Regions from separate parts of the Sus scrofa genome. Here all the other regions are linked to region 1. A link is a contact called in public Hi-C and HiChIP or PLAC-seq data. All regions are on one chromosome and are shown on one strand. The core of a region is the stretch at or near the end of the contact, and the rest is flanking DNA. Distances in the headings are between cores, read along the strand shown.

Region 1 (3,862 bases), core at 668-3,167:
TGAGCTGTCTGAGGATCTGATGAGAGAAATAAATGTCTGTGCGAGAGGAAGGGAGCTAGCCGGGAGCTGGGAGAGCTGGGGGCCGGGGGGCGGGGGGGTGATGAAAGGCGGTCAGGGAAGAAACATCCTGGACCACTTGGGGGGCGGGGGGGTGATGAAAGGCGGTCAGGGAAGAAACATCCTGGACCACTTTTGCGTTCGAGGCAAATTCAGCAAGGCCGTGGGCTAATTCTGCAGTCAATGTCAGCTGCCGGGAGAGCCCCTGTCTCCCAGGACAAGGCCGGGCTTAGGGTCTTGCTGAGCTTGGTCGCTGGCTGGAAGCAGCCCACTGGGAAGCTGACGGGCTTCGGAGGGAAGCAGCTGAGGCCCTCGGTCAGTTGCTACTCCTTATAGTTAGAGGTCTATGGGGAGCATTCTCCTTGCCCTCCATTAACCCATCCAGAACACAGACCTCCAGAACAGGGTCTCCTTATCTGCAAAATGGAGGTGATAAAATCCCCTATCTTAAGGGTCATTGTGAGAATTAAAATGTGCAGAGCAGCAGTTCCCACTGTGGCGAAGAGGAAATGAATCTGACTAGCGTCCATGAAGACGCAGGTTCGATCCCTGGCCTTGCTCAGTGGGTTGAGGAACTGGTGTTGCTATGAGCTGTGGCATAGGCTGGCAGTTGTGGCTCGGATTCTACCCCTAGCGTGAGAACTTCCACATGCGGGTGTGGCCCTAAAAAGCAAAAAGAAAAAAAAAAAGAAAAAAATTTGCAGAGCAATGTTTGCACAGGGCCTGGGACATAGCTCTCAATAATCGGTAGCCATTACTATGGCCATTTTAAGTATTATTATCATTCTCTTTCTCAGACCCAAGGGCTCCAAGAGGCTGAAAACGGCAGTCCCTTTCCAAGCTGGAGCAGCTGGGGGAGGTGGGGACCACTTCCCCACATCCCCCTCGCCTTCCCCTGAAGCAGGGGTCTCCCCCGAGCTACTGACAGTTCCTGTGTCTGCTGACTCACAGCCAACTTCCTCTGGTACAAACAGGAAAGCACGGTCGGCCAGCAGGCGCCCCCCCACCCCCCCCAACACCGCACAGCTAAGGGCCAGCCCAGCTCGGAGGGGGAAGTGCCTCAGGCCCTGGGGGACGCGCTCCCAGGCGGGGCTCCAGGCAAGCTCGCAGGGGGGAGAAGTGCCGGTTCTCCGCAGGCACCCCAGTCCCCTCCCAGTCCCCTCCTGAAGAAAACACTGCAGCGGGGGGGGGGGGGGGGTAGAAGAGGCTTCGCCCCAGGATGGAAAGGCTGCCTGCTGGGTCGTGTGCAGCCCCAAGTCCTGCTCTGGGAGGAGGGCTGGTGCTTTGCTGGCCCTCATTGGGGCGGGGGAGTGGGGGAGGCCAGGCCAGGCTCTCGGGGAGGGAGAAGCAGGTGAGGAAGCCTCTGCAGGGCCTCGGCCTCTCTCCTCCAGGCCGGGAGGTGGGCCCTGAGGGTGCCCAGCTGGCAGTGCTGGGCTGTCATCGACGTGCGGATGGACTCCCGCTTCTGGTCCCCTTCCCTCGATAACTGAGAACCAGCGTCCTGCCACCCTGCTGGGCGGAGGACAGGTGCCCTGGAGGCTTAGGGCTCTGTCCTTCTCCCTCCGCGGGAAGAGCCGAGGGGACGCAAAGCTGTCCTCCGCAAGCGCTCTCCTTCCCGCTCTGGTTCCACCCCCGCCTCTTCGCCCCTCTGGCTAAAGCTGTCACGGCCTCCAGCCCTGTTCCGGTCCCCCCCTTTCTTGGCCCCTAAAGGGGCCGAGCTGGCCGAGCCGGGAGATAAGCGCCGCGGTTGGGTAAGGAGCCCAAACCTGCTCGAGGCCGCCGCTTGCACAAGGAGCGGCCGGGGCCCCGCGGAGGGAACCGACGAGCGGGACGGGGCGGGGCCCGGCGGGGGAGGGCGGGGGGGGGAGGCGGGGCCGGCGCGGCGGGACCGGAGCCTCGGACGGCGCGGCGGCACCGAGGAGCGGACGGCGGGCGCCTAGTGAGGTGAGGACCCCCGCGGGCCCCTGCCTCGCAGACTCCTCCCCATCACCTCCTCGAGGGCCCTCGTGGGCTCCCCGGGCCCCCGCGCGCCGGCGGCCCTGCCCTCCCCGCCCCCCCCCGGCCTTCCCCCCCGCGCCGCCCGCCGCCCGCCGCCCCTCCTCCGCTTGCGGCCCCTGCCCCCTCCCTCCTTGCCCCCTCCCTCGTCGCAGCCCCCGCAGCCCCGGCCCCTGGCCCCCCCGCATTCCTGCCCCGCGCACCTCCTGGTTCCCAGTCCCGTGCCCTCGGGTCGCGCCTGAGTCACCGGGAAACGGGGCTCTGAGTCAGGGCCGGAGGTACAGCGCTAGCTTGGGGAGGGGGCTCCGGCTACAGAGAGGCCAGAGCTGCCTCTGAGGCCAGAGGGAGCCCTAGTCGGGACCCCGCAGGAGACAAACAGGGAGAGAGCCGTAGGGGCAGAGGCAGCGACGCAGGTCCGAGAGCAGATCGATTCCAATTGGAGACTGAGGCAAGAGGCGTATTGACAGAGAACGAGGAGAGGGACAAAGATGGGTCAGAGGTAGAGAGGGAGTTGGGCAGAGACAGGCAGGGCGTAGAGGGGAGACCCAGGGAGACCCAGTCCAGGTAGGTCTCCCTATAGACCAGGGTCTGGGTCAGGCTGGCCGAATGGGACAGAGCCTCAGAGACCCGGGTCCCAAGGCACACGCGGGGCAAAGGAAAGCTCCACAAAGGAGGCGTGGAGGAAGCAGAGGTAGGGATGTCATTTCACACCGCTGGGTCCCCACAGGGTGGGCGCGCCTGTGCGCATACACGTGTGGGAACAACGTGCGGCAGGTGGGTGCGCAGTGGGGGCCCCGGGGGACCCAGGCGTCCCGTCCCTCTGGTCCCGCTCTGGCCCAGCTCTCCGCCCCATCCTCACTCCCCAAGTGGCCTCTGCCCAGATGTTGGTACTGCTCAGGGCCCTCTGGGCAGCCTGACCAAGGCAGGCAGGATGTGGGGGCGGCCCTGGCTGGAGGGACAGGAAGGAAGTCTGAGCGGAGACAATAGGTGGAAGGGGAGGAGGAGCTGGGAGCCCCAGGGATTCGGACGATGGCCTGAGGACGATGGCCGGAGCCTGGGCCTGGGCTCTGGAAACCAGCGGGAGTGGGACCTGCATCCCCCTCTCCTCTCGTGCCACAGCTGCCCCTGTCCCCACTTCATGCCACAGCGGGATCCGGCCACTTCATGGGCGCCTCCTGCCCACGGCCTCTCTCACCCTGGCCCCTGCAGAGCCCGGCGTCTTGTCCCAGGCGTACCTAGCTGAGGGGAGCAATGCGGAGGCAGGGCTCTGCCCCAGACCCGGAGTGGCGGGGCTGGGGGCTCAGCACCACCGCCCACTGGCCTCTCCCCTCCCTGTGCCTTAGTTTCTTCATCTGCCACTGAAGGGGTTCGCCTCCGATGAGAAGGCCCTTTCTGACGTTCTGGGCTGGCTCTGTCTCCAGATCACAGCCCTCTGGTGCTTTTTCTTTGAAGGCAGGCTGGGTCTGGTGCCCCCTGTCCAGGCCTCAGACTCTGGGGCAGGGAGGGGGAATCGCAGCCTGAGCCCTCCCTTCACCTGCCCCTCCCCCCAGCAATGGCCTGAGCCCCCATGGCTGCCCCTCAGGACCTGGACATCGCTGTGTGGCTGGCCGCGGTGCACCTGGAGCAGTATGCAGACGCGTTCCGGCGGCAAGGCCTGGCTACAGCGGGTGCAGCCCGGGGCCTGGGCCACGAGGAGCTGAGGCAGTTGGGCATCAGCGCCACAGGGCACCGGAAGCGCATTCTGCGCCTGCTGCAGGCAGGCGCTGCAGAGGGCTCCCCAGATCCCCGGCCGGACAGTGCCATGGAGCCA
Region 2 (3,692 bases), core at 620-3,119, 170 kb before region 1:
GGCCTGGCAGCGGGGGAGGGGCAGGAGGGGGTGGGAGCAGGGAGGAGAATGGACACACCCTGGTGGGGCCCTGGCCCAGTTCTGCTCCTGCCACTTGGTGCAGGATTTGGGTTTGATGGTGGTGGAGCCGGGAGGACGGAGGAGAACATCTGGGAGATTAGCATTTCCTGCCCAGCTCTGCGGCTGCCTATCTTGCTCAGCCCTGAGCAAGGGAGGAGAACAGAGGAGCCTTTGAACGGCTCTCAGCTAGCAGACTAGGGAGGGTTTGCTGCACTGGGCAGCGGGCGCACGCTGGGGGCAGGGAGGCTGGGGCAGCTCCTCTGTGGAAGGTTTCTTGTCTCTGGGCCACTGATTCCTCCCTTGGAGCTGTGCGCAGTGATGGGGAGCATATGAGTTTTGCAGGGGACGAAAGAAGCCACTTACAGGACAGATCCTTCTTTCACTAGCCCACCCCCTCTCCCATCCAGAGCCCCCCACCTGGGCCCTTAGGGCTGAGGGCTGGGAGTGCGGACTAGAGCAGGGCTCAGGCCAGAAAGGAAGTCCCGCTGGGGGGAGAGATCTTAGGAAGCCCTTGGCTGGCCAGAGGGCCCACCCTTAACCTTGAAGAGTGTTCCACTGAGAAGTCAAGTATCGGAGGGGAGGGAGCAGAGGAAATAGACAAGGGACAGAAGAGTGGCAGAGATGGGAAATGGGGACAGACAGGGGGAGGAGTCAGAGGCCAGGGCCCAGAAAGGCCCAGCAACCAGGCATCCCATAATAGGGCTTTTCACGCCCGGCCACAGGCCTTGCCAGGGACAGCCTTTCTCACTCTTCTGACCTAGAACGCTGCGTTGGCCTACAAGTGGCAAGAGGCTAGAGATGGTATGGGACTGGGGCACTGGCCAGCCTGGGGTACCAACCCCTGAGCGAAGGGAAAGGCGTTCCCAGGCTGCTCGGCGACCTCTAGATGGCGCCAGAGAGCCGGAGCTGAGCAGGAGAAACTGAGCACCGAGTGTGTGAGACACTGCGTGTGACACCGTGTGTGACTCGGTGTGGAGGGAGCGTGTGGCACTGCGAGGGCGTGTGACACGGGCCGTGACACCGCACGGCTTCGTGGGGTAGGGGCCCTCGTGACTCTCTGTGCATGTGCGTGTGTCCCTGGTAAATGTGTTGGGGCCACAGCTCCAAGGCGCCCAGAGGGCAGGTGCCTGGGGGACCCTCTCAAGGCCCCAGCTCAGGCGCGTCACCTCACCCCCACACTTGTATATCTCCCCATCCTCATTCTCGGGGAGCCCCCGGGTCCCCTTACCTTGCCCCTCCCACGGTCCCCTCCAAGCCCCACCCCCACGGCTTGCGCGGCCACCGAGGCTGACCGCTCTGCGGCTTCGGCCAGAGGGGGAGGGGCGGCCTTCCCCGGAGCGCAGTGGGGAGGGAGGGCCGCTCGGGGGTGCCGTGGGGGTCTGGGCGGCAAGAAGGCGGATCTGGGGGAGCAGATGCCCAGAGAAGACGCCGGGGGAGACATTTCCCCAGCCTCGACTTCCCCGCGGGCAGGGTAGGGGACAGGTGTTCGAGGCAGCTTAGAAAAGCAATTCGGGAGGGGTCCCAGATGGGGGCGCGGGGGGGGGGGGCGCTGAGAGGAAGAGCAGCAGCCAGGGAGGGGGACAGCCTGCGTCTGCTCGCCTTGGGGGGCGGGGAGCTAGCAAAAGGGGTCCTGGCTTTGGGGAGCGGTGCTCGGGTCCCCTCCCAGCAGGACCAGAGCGGTCCTGAGCTCCACCTCCCGGCGGGCGGAGGGGGGACGCCGAGTGGCGGGCGGGCGGGCGGGCGGGCCGGCCGGGAGGGAGGGGGAGGGAGGGGGCGGGCCCGGCTGTGCGCTCTGCTCGCTGCTGGCTCCGCCGCCGCCGCCGCCGCCGCCACCGCCGCCGCCTCACACACACTCGGGGAGCGGGAGCGCGGCGCGGACGCCGAGCCGCCGGGGCTGCTGCGCCCAGAGCCAGCCGGAGCCGGAGCCGGAACCGCAGCGCCAGCCCGAGGGAGCCGCAGCCCGGGCCGGGGCCGGGGGCGGCTCATGGACTGCAGGGCCCGCGGCCGGCGCTGCCCCGAGGCGGGTAAGGATAGGTGGCGGTGGAGGCGGTGGAGGCGGTGGTGGCTCCCGGCCGGGAGCGGCCATGGCCGGCGGGAGCCGAGGGAGGGGCGCTCAGCCGAGCGAGGCCACCGGGGCCCAGTCGGGGCTGGGCGCGCCGAGGCAGAGGTGGGGGCGGCTGGGAGCTCGGAGTGGGGGTGGCGGCCGGGGCACCCTGGCTTTTAAGGTCCGCCGCCCGAAGCCGAGCGCGGAGAGGGGGTGCTGGACCGGACCCCAGCTAGGCGTCCTGCACTCCGGCGCGCTTGGAGCCGCGGGGATCCGGGGGCTCGGGGAGCGCAGGGGATGGAGATGGTTTGGGGAAGCGCGCAGCCTCGGGGGGGGGGGGCTCCCCGCGGACGGAGCCAGCAAGGACCCTCACCCACCATGCACACACACACTTGTTGGGCGACCGGTTCGGATCACTCAGGCGCCTGCAGCTCCCCGGGGGCACCCGGAGGGCCAGACGACGGACATAGGCACACGCATACATACATATGTGCACACAGGCAGACCTCCCGCCCACAGGCGCCCACTGGGGCACCGTCACTAGCTCAGAATCCGCCTGGGCGTCTTCACGCTCAGCTGCACGGACACACAAACCGTGGCCATAGAGAGCAACAGAGCACAAGCGGGTGTGATGTTCGGCGACATGGACACACAAACACAATCTCATGTATGTCACGGCCACAGTTCTCCAGTTGAACATTCAAAACCCAGCCTCGCACACACACACACACACACATACACACATATTCCTTTAAGGAACACACCCTAACATAAATTATGTTACACTCCCTGGCCGGAACATAGTACACAATACACGTCTGGCTTGCACCCCTTGGGTGCACCCATAAACACAGAACCCAGTGTCTCAGCCCACGCCTTGACGGCACACACCCTAACACAGCAAGTGGCACCCCAAACAGCGCCTCACGGTCACAAACACGGAATCCACTGCTTCACACATCTTAACAGTGGGTGTCACAAACACCTTCCACCAACAGTGTCACATTACACCTTGCAGCGTACACACGCGAACACACAACGCTCTCTGCCTCGCTCTCAGAGGCCGGATTCCATCAGGGGAAGCCGCCGGGCCGCCCGGGAAGCCCCTGGCGCCCCTTTCCCGGTATCCGGACCGTGTTAGTGTAAATATCGGCCAGCGGGAACCCTAGGGGCAGGCCGGCCTCGCTCCCGGGCGAGCGCCTCCCCACCCCCACTCCGGGGCCGGCCGGCCGGCCGGGTGTTCCCGGAACGAGCTGGACCTGGCAGGCCGCGCCATCCCGCCTGCCCGGCGCTCCCGGGCCCTAGGTCCCTGTGCAGAGGGGGCGAGCCCTGGGCGGTGTTTGCGACCCTCTTCGAACCGTTTCGCTGCGTTCTCCGAGCCACCTGGGTCCCCAGCACGCCTCGGCCCCGCACACCTGTCTGTCCCTCACACCTGGGCGTCCCCTCCGCCTGGTCCCGGCTGCAGGCCAGCGTCGCGGGCGCGGCAAGGCCCGGGGACCAGGCCGGAGCCCGCGGCCCGCGCAGGGGCGAAGCTGGCCGGCGAGGCTCGCGCCCCTTACCCCCGGCGGCCCCGGGAGCCCAGACCTCT
Region 3 (3,640 bases), core at 880-3,379, 200 kb before region 1:
GAGTCCCCGAGGAAGCTCGCCGCCAGCCAATTAGAAGGCAGCGCGGCCGGAAGAGCCGAGCCCCGCGAAAGGAAGTGGGGGTGTGGGCGTGGCTCGGGCTCGCGGGGAGGTGAACTGTGACAAGGTCACGGGGGTGTGGGTCCCGTCTCCCGTGGAAGCGGTGGCCTGTGCTGCCCGCACAGGGACGAGGGGGTCGCGCCGAGGCGGGGGGGGTGGGTCGCAAGTGGCGAAGCTGAACAGCCTCAGAAGCAGAACCACTGAGAAGTGGGGCGGGAGCGGCCGCGGAGATGCGGGAGGGCGTTGCAGACGCCGTAGAGACGAGAGGGGGAGCATCTTCCCCGGGCCCTGAGGCTAGAGGAGGTGGGAGACACCAGGCCAGTGGCTGGAGGAGAGGAGCGTCAGGGACCGACGGAGGAAGCCGGTGGTCCGAGCTTTCCGCCCGAGGCAGTCGGCCTGGGGATGCAGCCCCAGGCCCGACTGGATAGGCGAGGAAAAACTGCGGGCGGGGTTCGGACTTGGGGGCTCCAGCTGCGGCTCACCACGGAGCCCCCGCTGAGCCCTTCTGCTGTCTGGGCCTCAGTCTGTCCCATAACAGGGTCAGATGGAGTGATCTCACTGGTCCTTCCTGGTTGGACAAGAACAGCTTGAATGGCCGCTTTCAAAATACCTACGAGGAGACTGGCCCCCTCCACACACACACACACCCCCCCCCGCGTGTTAATCAGAGCTCTCACCTTTAGACCCAGCCGGTGTTATCTGTGTGTCCTTTTGTTGAGCAAAGAATGGGACCTCTCACCACACTTGAGTCCATGAAATAAAGGAGCTCAAATTCAAAGTAAGCTTACACTTTCTCCTGGGTATGTGACTTCCACGTTGGTGGACGTCTATCTGGGGTACCTAGGTTTAGGCCCAGGCATATGTATGACAGGTGTAATGATTTGATCCAACAATTTTGAGCCATATGTCAGCCACCATCCTGGAATCCTGAGAAGACTGATGAGCAAAGAGCATTTGTGGTCCAGTGTCCTAAGAGTGGCCTCCAGAGTTCCACAAATGGTTTGAAGCCCAGCTTTCTTACTTTCTCGTTTGGTATTTTGGGACACCTAACCTTTTTAAAGCCTCAGGTTCTTCATGTATAAAACAGGAGAAATAACATCTCGTGCAATTATGAGGCTTAAAGAACACATTTAAAATGTTTAGCATGGTTTCTGGCACACAGTAAGAGCCTAATAAATGTAATTTGCTATTAATTGCAGTGGTGAAGGAGCTGCGTAGGCAAAGGGCATAGATAGGTTCCAAGAGAAGCGTGAGCACTGGGTGAAGGGACACCACGGAAGCGTTCATAAAAGCACCCGCATTTGAGCTGAACCTTTAAATATGAGCAAGAGGTCACTAGGGTTGTGAACTGCCAGCAGAAGAAACTGAATAAATAAAGGACCGGAAGTGTGAATACTGGGAAACTTCAGAAATACTCTTGTTTGGGGATTTGGGGCAGCCACCTCTCACACTCCTTGTGTGACTGCCTCAGAATCCAATAACACACATGCTGGTTCGACTCTCTTCTTGGTAGCACTTCTGCGCCCTCCCTCATGTCGCCTGTCTGCAGGCGATGTCATTTCTCAAGGCTTGGCCACACCCAGTTTCTCCGCAATGCCTCTCCAGTTGTTTGCTCTCCACTTTGCCCTGTTCCTGTAGCACCTGATTGCTTAGCACACAGTTGGGCAGTGATGACATGTCCTGTTACTTAATCATCTCATTTGGGTGACTCTCATCTCCCAGGTCTCCCTGAGGGCAGGGATGGCGGTTTCCCACTTGGCATCCCGCACGAGGCTGGACACCGTCAGCCCCCACCGTAGAGGTTCAGGCAACACCCGTTGGCTCGGCTGGACAGATGCCTTTGTGCTGATGATTATTGTGGACAAGACACCCGACCTCAGTCGTGGGATGTATTGATTTGCGTGGAAATGTATTCATTCCACGCATACTGAGGGCCCGCCAGTGTTTAAAGTGAGTTGAAAAATTTTGAAGACAATGTCTATTCTTAAATGGAAGATGGCATATTCCGATGTCTCTTTTCCCTCGAAGCCTTTTGAACGCTAACGGAGCACTGGAGTGAGGGCGTTTCACGAGGGCCGCTGGAGTCCTCCCTGCACCCTCGATGACCTGTTCAGTGCCACCAGAGAGATGACAACTTTGTTGCCTTGCCTTTCACTTGGCCTGAATTTCCAGGCCTGAACCATTAGCCATTCTCTTCTGCTCCCAAGGTTGCTCTGTGTTGCTGGCTTTCAGCCCAACGTCCATCGGACTAAATCCCTCTACAAAGGCACGCTGGCTAACTTACATCGGAACTTAGTGCCCAGACGCCCAGTTAATCACCTTTTGTTGACGCCATCGTGTACTAGAGAGTGTTTCTAGACATTTGTTGTTGCCTTCGTTTTGAGACCTTCTTAATTTGCATTCATCACATCTATAAGAGCTTATTCGGTGCTGGAGAATGTCCTGAGTATAGAGCAATTTTTTTTACATGATACAAAACATGGACGTGGTCCCTGCCTTCATGAAGAAGATTGTCTAGCAGAGCAGCCACCCTCAGTGGACAATTAAAATCCAGAATGATCCTTCAGTTATATATCGAAGCGTACCAAACATTCCAAATTTTGTGGCTTAAAACAAGCATTTTGTTATGACGTCACAATTCTGTGAATTGACCAGGCTCAGCTGGGTACCTGTGCCGGTCTCACTTGTGGTTTGTCATGAGGTGGCAGCTGGAGTCATATGAAACCTTGACCAGGCCTCTTTCTTTCTCCATGTTGTCCCAGGGCCCTTCCAGCTGGATAGGTGGACTTCTTAAACAGTGGCGCAGAGCTTTTAAAAGTTCAAAAGTGGAAACGGCCAGGCTTCTTCAGGCCTAGGCCTGGAACCCACAGCATGTCACTTCTCCCGCACTCTGTCAGGTAGAGCAATTCCCAGGGTCATCTCAGACTCAGTGTCGTGGGGAAAGACACAAGGGCACCAATACTGGGGGGGGTGTGATTTAAAGTATGGGGTGCTATAGGAACACCCAGAGGAGGCTCATAACCTAGATGTGGAAGTCAGGAAGACTGCCTGGAAGCGGCGACTGCTAACTGATGAACCTGAGTGATGAGACCTGGGAAGGGAAAATACACTTCGGGCAGGGGAAACAGCTGGTGAAAGAGCCAGGGAGGCAAAGAAAGCAAAATCTAAGATCAGTATGGGGAGTTCCCCCTATGGCACAGGGGCTTAAAGATCTGGCATTGTCTCTGTGGAGGCATGAGTTTGATTTCCAGCCCAGTGCAATGGGTTAAAGGACCCAGTGTTGCCGGAGCTGTAGTGTAGGTTGCAGCGGAAGCTCGGATTCAATCCCTGGCCTGGGAACTTCCATATACTGTGGATGTGGCCAAAAAAAAAAAAAAAAAAAGGGTCAGCAAGGCTATAGCTAGGGCAGGGGACAGTGGAGGGGGTGACATAGGATTGCAGCCCTTTACTCTAGAGAGCTAATGGGGCAGGATCATAAAATCTTATATGGCGCCACCCCGTGTCTGGACCCTGTCCTGAAGACGTGAAACATACCAGAAGGAATGAGGGGGCATGATCAGGCCAGAAGGATCCTGAAAGCCTA

The links. A called contact is a pair of places that touch in the nucleus more often than the background predicts. HiChIP or PLAC-seq counts read pairs in DNA pulled down with a chosen protein or histone mark.
Region 2: a Hi-C map of skeletal muscle shows a contact between it and region 1, with 4 times the contacts expected there. The contact joins the promoter of PCDH1 here to the promoter of ARAP3 in region 1. A contact is called at or near these places in 2 of 5 promoter capture datasets (fetal liver and skeletal muscle), 8 of 47 Hi-C or Micro-C datasets (alveolar macrophages, blood, embryonic fibroblasts and 5 more) and 1 of 2 datasets of contacts at active chromatin or transcription factors (skeletal muscle).
Region 3: an H3K27ac HiChIP or PLAC-seq map of skeletal muscle shows a contact between it and region 1. The contact joins the promoter of KIAA0141 here to the promoter of ARAP3 in region 1. A contact is called at or near these places in 1 of 5 promoter capture datasets (fetal skeletal muscle), 6 of 47 Hi-C or Micro-C datasets (blood, embryonic fibroblasts, heart right ventricle and 2 more) and 2 of 2 datasets of contacts at active chromatin or transcription factors (alveolar macrophages and skeletal muscle).

The regions. Positions count from the first base shown.
Region 1 is chr2:143,325,643-143,329,504 of Sscrofa11.1, reverse strand. ARAP3 (arf-GAP with Rho-GAP domain, ANK repeat and PH domain-containing protein 3) reads left to right here and starts at 1,917. Exons shown (of 33, transcript XM_003124002.4): 1 at 1,917-2,001; 2 at 3,603-3,862. The coding sequence starts at 3,620.
Region 2 is chr2:143,499,381-143,503,072 of Sscrofa11.1, reverse strand. PCDH1 (protocadherin-1) reads left to right here and starts at 1,869. Exons shown (of 6, transcript XM_021084940.1): 1 at 1,869-2,084. The coding sequence starts at 2,045.
Region 3 is chr2:143,526,354-143,529,993 of Sscrofa11.1, reverse strand. KIAA0141 (death ligand signal enhancer) reads right to left here and starts at 2,129. Exons shown (of 12, transcript XM_021084941.1): 1 at 1-2,129.